2 separate regions of the Mus musculus genome follow, and region 1 is linked to region 2. Evidence: chromatin contacts called from public Hi-C data. All regions are on one chromosome and are shown on one strand. Each heading gives the region's core, a stretch centred on a gene start, on an enhancer-like site or on the middle of the called end of the contact. The rest is flanking DNA. Distances are from core to core; before and after follow the strand shown. Region 1 overlaps Nlrc5 (NLR family, CARD domain containing 5). Region 2 has its middle 17 kb from the start of 9330175E14Rik.

Region 1 (3,282 bases), core at 535-3,034, 74 kb before region 2:
TTGTCTTATTACTTACTGGACTTCCAGAGGCCCTGGGCTCTTCTCCAGAGTGGCACAGAGGAAGGTAAGGCTCGTGGGTTCCAACTGACACTCTTGAAGGCTGAGAGAGGGAAGAGGATGGGGCTTCAGAGAGGACCCTTCTTCTATCAGACACCCTCCCCAGAACTGCAGGCCTCAGGTGCCTCTCCTATGCCCCGCAGAGCACACTCCCCTTCCCAACTCTCCTGTGACCAGCCATCACGATATCTACATCAAAGCTGCTCCACGTGGTGACTCCTCTCTGTCCACCACCTCTGCCGGAGCCCAGGCCTCATCTTCACTCACCTGGATTCCTTATCACCTCTGACTTCCACTCTCGATGTCACAATCCATCACCACCCTCTGAGGGTCTCACCTTTTTTTTAATTTGTAAAATGTGTTTTGCCTGCATGCATACACATGCACCAAGTGCATGCCTGCTGCCCACGGAAGACGGTGTCAGACCCCCTGTTATTGGAGGTAGGGATGGTTGTGACCTGCTGTGTGAATACTGGGAACCGAACCCAAGTCCTCTGCAAGAGCAGTGAGTGCTCTTAACTGCTGGATCCTTTCTCCAGTTCGTGTTTGATCTTTCAACACTGAGAATCTAATGGGGCCTCCCCACTGCTCAAAATCCACTGCTTAAAGCCCTCAGTGGTTCCTTAGTACCCTTAAGTAAAAACTGAACACCCCGCCCAAGCTCTGCTGCTATGTGCTCTAGCTACACTGCAATGCTTCCAGACGTGCCCTCATCCTGGCCTTTGTTCATGTTGCCTCTCCTGCCTGGGGCATGACAAGTTCCCTCTGAATAGCTCTGTTGGCACCAGCTTAGGCATCTCTTACTTAGGCAGCTCTGATGGGAGAATGCCAGGTCTCAGGAAGGTCTTCTAGCCCCTTGTGGCCTAGTTGGGAAATCCCCTAGATCCCCTTGTGGCCAGACTTTTCTGGAGTATGACATAAACCCCTTTCTAGAAATGAAAGTCTCAAAAGCAGACAGAGAGAGAGTCAGGGTGGGGGAGAGTGGGTTTCCAGTGTGTTTCAGAGATATGACAATCTTCTCTTAGGAGAGTGTCAGGCCTTAGCTCCACTGAGGTGATCCAAAGGGCCCAGCAACCCCCAGAGCTAGGTCCCCTGTCCTTTTCTTTTCCCATCTCTCAAACTCTTTTAATTTATAACCCCGAGCTCCTGGCTCTGCCCAATCCCTGACCCCTAAAGAAAAGTGGGAAACAGTACCAGAAGCTCCGGGAGGTGTACCGCTGACTCAGCTCCAGTACCTGGACTCCAGTCTGGAATTTTGGTTCTAGTGCATCCCTTGGAGGGGGAAAAGCATAGCAAAAAGAAAGCTTGAGCCACACCTGGGGGGCTCCCACGCCCTCAGGACTTCCACACCTGGAAGGGATCTGGAGATTTGATTCCAGCCAGGCCCCTCATTGTTCAGGTGGAGGAACTGAGATCCATGAAAGGGAAGCTGGGGCGAGGAAAATCAACAATTCACACCCGTCCAGGGCAGCCCCCAACCAGGTGAGTGGAGACAGAATGGAGTGCCTCCCCTGCCACCACTTTGTCAAAACCGTATTTCTGTCTCCCTGATCCACAATTCTTTTGCCCTGAGATCCCGCAGAGACCCTAAGCTAGGGAACCAAGAGCACCTAAGCCAGGGGCTAGCCTGGCTTCTGATCGCCTGCGTTAGCTGTGGTGAAGTCACTGCCCAGCTGTGTGGACAGCCTCCAGGGTTCGGGCCATGACGCCTGTTGCCACCAGGGGGCAGCTGGAAGAGCCTGTGAAGTGCTAAATTGGAGTTAGCCTGGTTTTGCAGGGGCTTGCTGACTAGTTAGCCAAGCTGCCCCAGAGACCTCGCCAGACCTGGCGGTCATTCTTGGGCACCAAAATGTCTGTCAGGGTGGAGATTGTGCATCCACAAGAAGCAGGAATCAGAGCTACAGGCTAGCTCGACTGCCCAAATCTCCTCTCCTCACCTGCTGGTCCCAGCTCCTCGAAGGAAGATGCAGTCACTCTCAAGGCTAAAAGCGAAGAGGAGGAAGCTGGTTGAGAAGAGGCCAAGGGTCCCCTCCCGAGAAGGGCTTAAGGGACCAGGAGATAGCCTGCCACCCAGGGACTATAGTAACAATGGATCAATCGACAGCCACGGTTAGTCTTGGTTGCAGGGCTCTTGGCCTATTATTTCAGCGCCCTCTCGTGGTAAAGCAGGAGAGAAGGCAGGCTTCCATGCTCTATCCAAATAAGGACATAAGAACCCTAACGTTAAGGACCAGCATTGGCCACCTGCCACCACACCTCTATTCTTAGGATTCTCAGGGAAGGAGGAGAAAGGCAGAGGGTTTTTACAGGCTTTTTATATGGGGGAGATCCAGGGCTGTGGGTTGGCTGGTGCCTTCCCCTCCAGCTTCATAAACTCTGGAGATGCCAGTTAAGCCAGTCCCTGAGCCCCGAAGGCCACCAGCCAGCCCCTAGTTTGCTCAGGAGTATCTAAGGACAACCTGGAGGGTAAGGGAGAGTGGAAAGATGTTTGTCCCAAGGAGAGTTTGGAGAAATTTGATTGTTCCTGGTACCATGGAGCCACAAACTTTACTGATTCATTCATTCATTCGTTCGTTTGTCCATTCGTTCATTCATTTATTTCATTCACTAATCCTAGCACACCTTCACTGCACCTGGTATCATCTAAGATCCTGAGGATGACCCCAAATGACCTGTAAAAATGAGGCCTCAGCAGGGGCTTATGAGAGGAGGGAGAGGGTGGGGGACAGGGCAGCCACTCACCTGACATCTAAGTGGAACACCCACTGCAGGGAAGACAGACACTGGACCAAGCTAAAGACAGCATCCATGGACAAGCCATTCCTGCTGAGGCTGAGGATCACACAGTGACAGTGGTGAAGGACTCAGACACGCTCTCTGAATTTCAGAGCACAGGGCCAGTGATGGGAGTGTCTCTGGCCGCAGATGGCAGACCCCAGTGAACCCCCAGGTGACCATCACAACCCTCCCCCCCAACTTCACTGCACAGCTGTGGAGATGAGCTAGGCAGGTAGGAACTTGCTCAAGGTGACAACTGGAGCCCAGAGCGCCCTCTGAACTCTATTTTGCCGCCTGATAAGGGAATGGCGGGACTCAGGGTAAATTAAAAATGGGAGGAGACTCCTTAACAGGAGCGGGAGGAAAGCTATCTCTTCTCCAAGGAGACACAAAGGAGCTGCTTGGAGAAGGCCTGAAGCAAACGGCGGGGCCCTGAGTTCTTTGAAG
Region 2 (3,628 bases), core at 811-3,310:
CCATTATGCCTTGTGAGGTCCATGTCCTTAAAGTGGGTTTGGCCAACAGTGAGGTGGCAGAGGCAATGGTCCTAATGTGAGCCAGAACCAGGGTTGTGTGCACCTGATCATCACACATTGCCACCTGGGAAGAGACTGAAGACACTCAACCAGCTTGAGAGCCAGAGGCACTTCAGGCTCCTGCTTGGGAGGGAGCTCTGCAGTGAACAGTTGAGACATGGAGGCAAGGTTAAGCCAGACAGTCACCCCATCCTTTCCTGGAGCCCACACTTAGAAGACATAACCTCAGGAATACCGATTGTGGAGATCACCAACCAACGGGAAACTCTGGATGAACTTGGAGCTGCTCTGCCAATCAAGAGGCCCATGGTGAGTGCTCCTCAGATCACAGAAGCGACCCATGAGACAGACAGATGGCCACAGAGCCTCAGCCAGCACTTGTTCATGAGCCCATAAGAATGTGCATCTGAACCCAGGCCCTCTGCTCCTTCACAGAGGTCCCTTCTCAGCTAAGGTTGTTAGCCCGTTCAAGAAGGGAAGCTGGTGCCTGGAAGAGGTGTCTATCCAGTATCCCCTTGTTGGGAGCCGCCCTCACATTCTCCGTTACAAGATGGCGCTGACATCCTGTGTTCTAAGTGGTAAACAAATAATCTGCGCATGTGCCAAGGGTAGTTCTCCACCCCATGTGCTCTGCCTTCCCCGTGACGACAACTTGGCCGATGGGCTGCAGCCAATCAGGGAGTAATACGTCCTAGGCGGAGAATAATTCTCCTTAAAAAGGGACGGGGTCTCGCCATTCGCTCTCTTGCACTCTTGCTTTTGCTCTTGCACTCTTACGCTCTTGCGCTCTGGCTCCTAAAGATGTAAGCAATAGAGCTCTTGCTCTCTTGCACACTTGCTCCTGAAGATGTAAGCAATAAAGTTTTGCCGCAGAAGATTCTGGTTTGCTGCGTCTTTCCTGGCCGGTCGCGAACGCGTGTAAGATCCCCTAGCTTCTCATTTCCCCACAAACAATCTTTCTTTTGGCAGAGAGTAGGAGAAAAGTTAGACAAGAGACTTGGAGGGTCCTATTGCCTGATTTCCTTTAAAGCTTCTCTCTTCTTTGACCGAGAGGCAGAGAAAAGATAAAGGCTAGGATTGGAGTGGTTCCGTGATGGAGCACCTGTTGAGGCCACACAGTACCTGATTCCACAATGTGGGTAAGAGGGGATTGAAAAGGCAAAACTGAAGAAAGTTCCCCCGCGTCTGTGGGGACTTTCAACCCTGTTCCCTGTCAACACACCCAACTGTTTCTTCCTGTTTCAATGGCCAGGACCTTCCTGAGTCACTTCCATCCTCCACCTCCAAAGCCAAGGTCCCCCAGGGAGCTGAGATGTCCTCTGCTGGTAGCTGGAGGTGTTTCACACTCTGGAGACCCCGGACCCTGGAGAGCTGTGTCTCCAGGACTGTTCCCATGGTCTGGAGTGCCAGCATTAGGAACAAGGAGTGAATCAGGAATGCACATTCTTGGGTCATACATAATAGCTATGAGCCAGACACTCTGAGGATGGGCCTGCATCCCCAGAAATCTGTGCTCTGCCAGCCTCTCTGAGTTATGCTCAGAACATGTCAATGCTTGAGACCCAGGTACCAAATGGCCTTCAAATAGACTTAATGTTGACTTAAAGTTACCTAAGTATGTTCACTGGCCATAGTTTTAAAATCTAAAGCTCTGGGGAAAATTTAAAAGGTACAGTTTTTCGCATGAATGGCCATTTACTCTCTCTCTGACCCCTAGGCTATGTGCTTCATGAAGTCAGGATTCATATGGCCTGAGCCACAGTAAGAATTCATGGTGTTAAAAGAAAGGGGTTAGTGTGTCGAGAACACACAATTTATTGACTCAAGGACAAATGTAAACTGAGACCCTGAAAAAAAAAATCTCCTGTTGTTCCATGCTTCCAGAGCCGTCTCTAGTCAGGAAAGGGATACGCCCACAATCTCGCTAAGACTACTCCCACCAGGACTCAGTTTAACGTCCCCTCGATCTAGCCAGACTACACCAGTACCAGCTATGTAGCTGGCTCCACCCAAACAGCCTTCTGTGTGTCAACTTCCTCCTTTGCCCTCTGAGCCTACTGACACAGTCTCAGCCTACCCTCAGCTCCATCTGCAAGTCTCACTCCAAATACCCACACTGGGATATCTCTCGCCACCAAGACGTTAACCTGCGGTCCCTGAGGATCTAACGAGTACAGCTTGCTGGAAGTGTTCTCACCCAACATCCTGAGTGATACCAGTTCCTGAAGGCCACTAATGTGCACAGCCAAGTCCATAAACAGGAGGGAACCTCCGGGAACAGAGAGAGAGAAAGAGACTGGGGAAGTCAGGGGAGGAGGATGAAGTGTGACATCTGGGGAGACAATGGCTTGATAGGTGCCAACTGTGGTCTTTGCTTGGCCAAACTTTGGTCAAGTTCCTAAGAACCATTGCCTACACTATCAGGCAACCCTCCCCTATCTGACCAGGGCGACTCATCCTCCACTTGATCTTATGAGGGTGATATCTAACCACACTGGCCACCTTCAGCAAAGACCCTGTTGGGTCAGTTCTAGCAGGCTCTTCCCCAACTCCCTGCCCTTACCCTTGGGTATCAATTCCCACTTGGCCAAGCCTTATTTGGAGTTAAGCCTAGTAGCTGTCTACTACCCAGTTCCTTAAAGACACTGCAGTGGACCCTGTCCTTACAGACATTCCCCCTACCCCCCCCCCACGCTCTTGCATCCCCCCATTCCTCCCCCCCTCCGTCCCCCCCTCCACTAACAAGCATCACTGATTTTTTTCCTATAAAGTACTGGGAATTTCTCAGGTTCTTAAAAACACAATAAAGTTATGAAAGCAGAACAAGACAAAAGCCTGGGAACTTTTCAAAAGTCTGAAGGTCACATGCTCCATGGTCTGGAGATCAGTGGGAAAAAAAAAGAATGACGTTCCGATGAAGTCTGGAGTCACTAAGAGCTCAGCAGTGGTGATCTACAACCAACACAGCTTGTTTATGGAAAGATTAATACTGTACATTGGGTATGGAACATTTTGTCATGTCTTTGTAACTTTTATTCAAATCTAAAGTTATTAGAAAAAATTAATGAGTTGGGGCTAGCAAGATGGATCAGTGTGTATGTGAATTTCTCACCAAGCCTGACCACTGGACTTCAGTCCCTGGGACGCCCAGGGTAGAAAAAGAATTAGCTCTAAAAGTTGTTCTCTGACGTCCAGATATAGGCCATGGTGGACTGATGTGTGTGTGTGTGTCTGTGCACCCATACACGCTAACTGATTAAACTTTCCTTACATTCTTATTTACTTCATGTGTGTCCCCCACCTGCATGCTATGTGCATGTGTACAGATCAGAGGACGACTTACAGAAACTGACTTTCTCCTTCCACCATGCGGGTCACAGGAATTGAACTGAGTTATCTCTTTGGCCTGATAAAAATATTTTAAAGAAATTGCAGATACCTTTAAGCCCAGCACTTGGGAGGTAGAGGCAGATGGTTCTCTGTGAATACAAGGTCAACTTGGTCTACAGTGCAAGTTTCAGGATAGCCAGTGCTGCACAGAGAAACCCTATCTCTAAAAAACCCAATC

What was found. Hi-C and Micro-C count contacts between places; a contact is called where the count stands out from the background.
Region 1: a contact with region 2 is called in a Hi-C map of the G1E-ER4 cell line, with 1.7 times the contacts expected there. The contact joins two enhancer-like sites. A contact is called at or near these places in 8 of 39 promoter capture datasets (3T3-L1-derived adipocytes, the HPC-7 cell line, HPC-7-derived erythroid cells and 4 more), 3 of 15 datasets of contacts at CTCF or cohesin (CD8 T cells, large pre-B cells and pro-B cells), 60 of 484 Hi-C or Micro-C datasets (the 63-12 cell line, the AML12 cell line, B cells and 35 more), 5 of 115 datasets of contacts at active chromatin or transcription factors (CD8 T cells, bone marrow-derived dendritic cells, embryonic stem cells and 1 more) and 1 of 9 other capture datasets (pancreatic islet).

What each region holds. Positions count from the first base shown.
Region 1 is chr8:94,491,088-94,494,369 of GRCm38.p6, reverse strand. Nlrc5 (NLR family, CARD domain containing 5) reads right to left here. Exons shown (of 49, transcript NM_001033207.3): 18 at 2,800-2,889; 19 at 1,995-2,039; 20 at 1,252-1,329; 21 at 17-100. Among named protein-coding and RNA genes, the nearest start is that of Mir7072, 12 kb to the left of the region's middle. Within about 2 kb of position 1,784, at least 62 of the 459 cell types and tissues checked have an H3K27ac peak or open chromatin away from gene starts, as enhancers often do. A contact at or near this core is called in the G1E-ER4 cell line, where this site is marked.
Region 2 is chr8:94,416,678-94,420,305 of GRCm38.p6, reverse strand. No RefSeq gene overlaps it. Among named protein-coding and RNA genes, the nearest start is that of 9330175E14Rik, 17 kb to the left of the region's middle. Within about 2 kb of position 2,060, at least 57 of the 459 cell types and tissues checked have an H3K27ac peak or open chromatin away from gene starts, as enhancers often do. A contact at or near this core is called in the G1E-ER4 cell line, where this site is marked.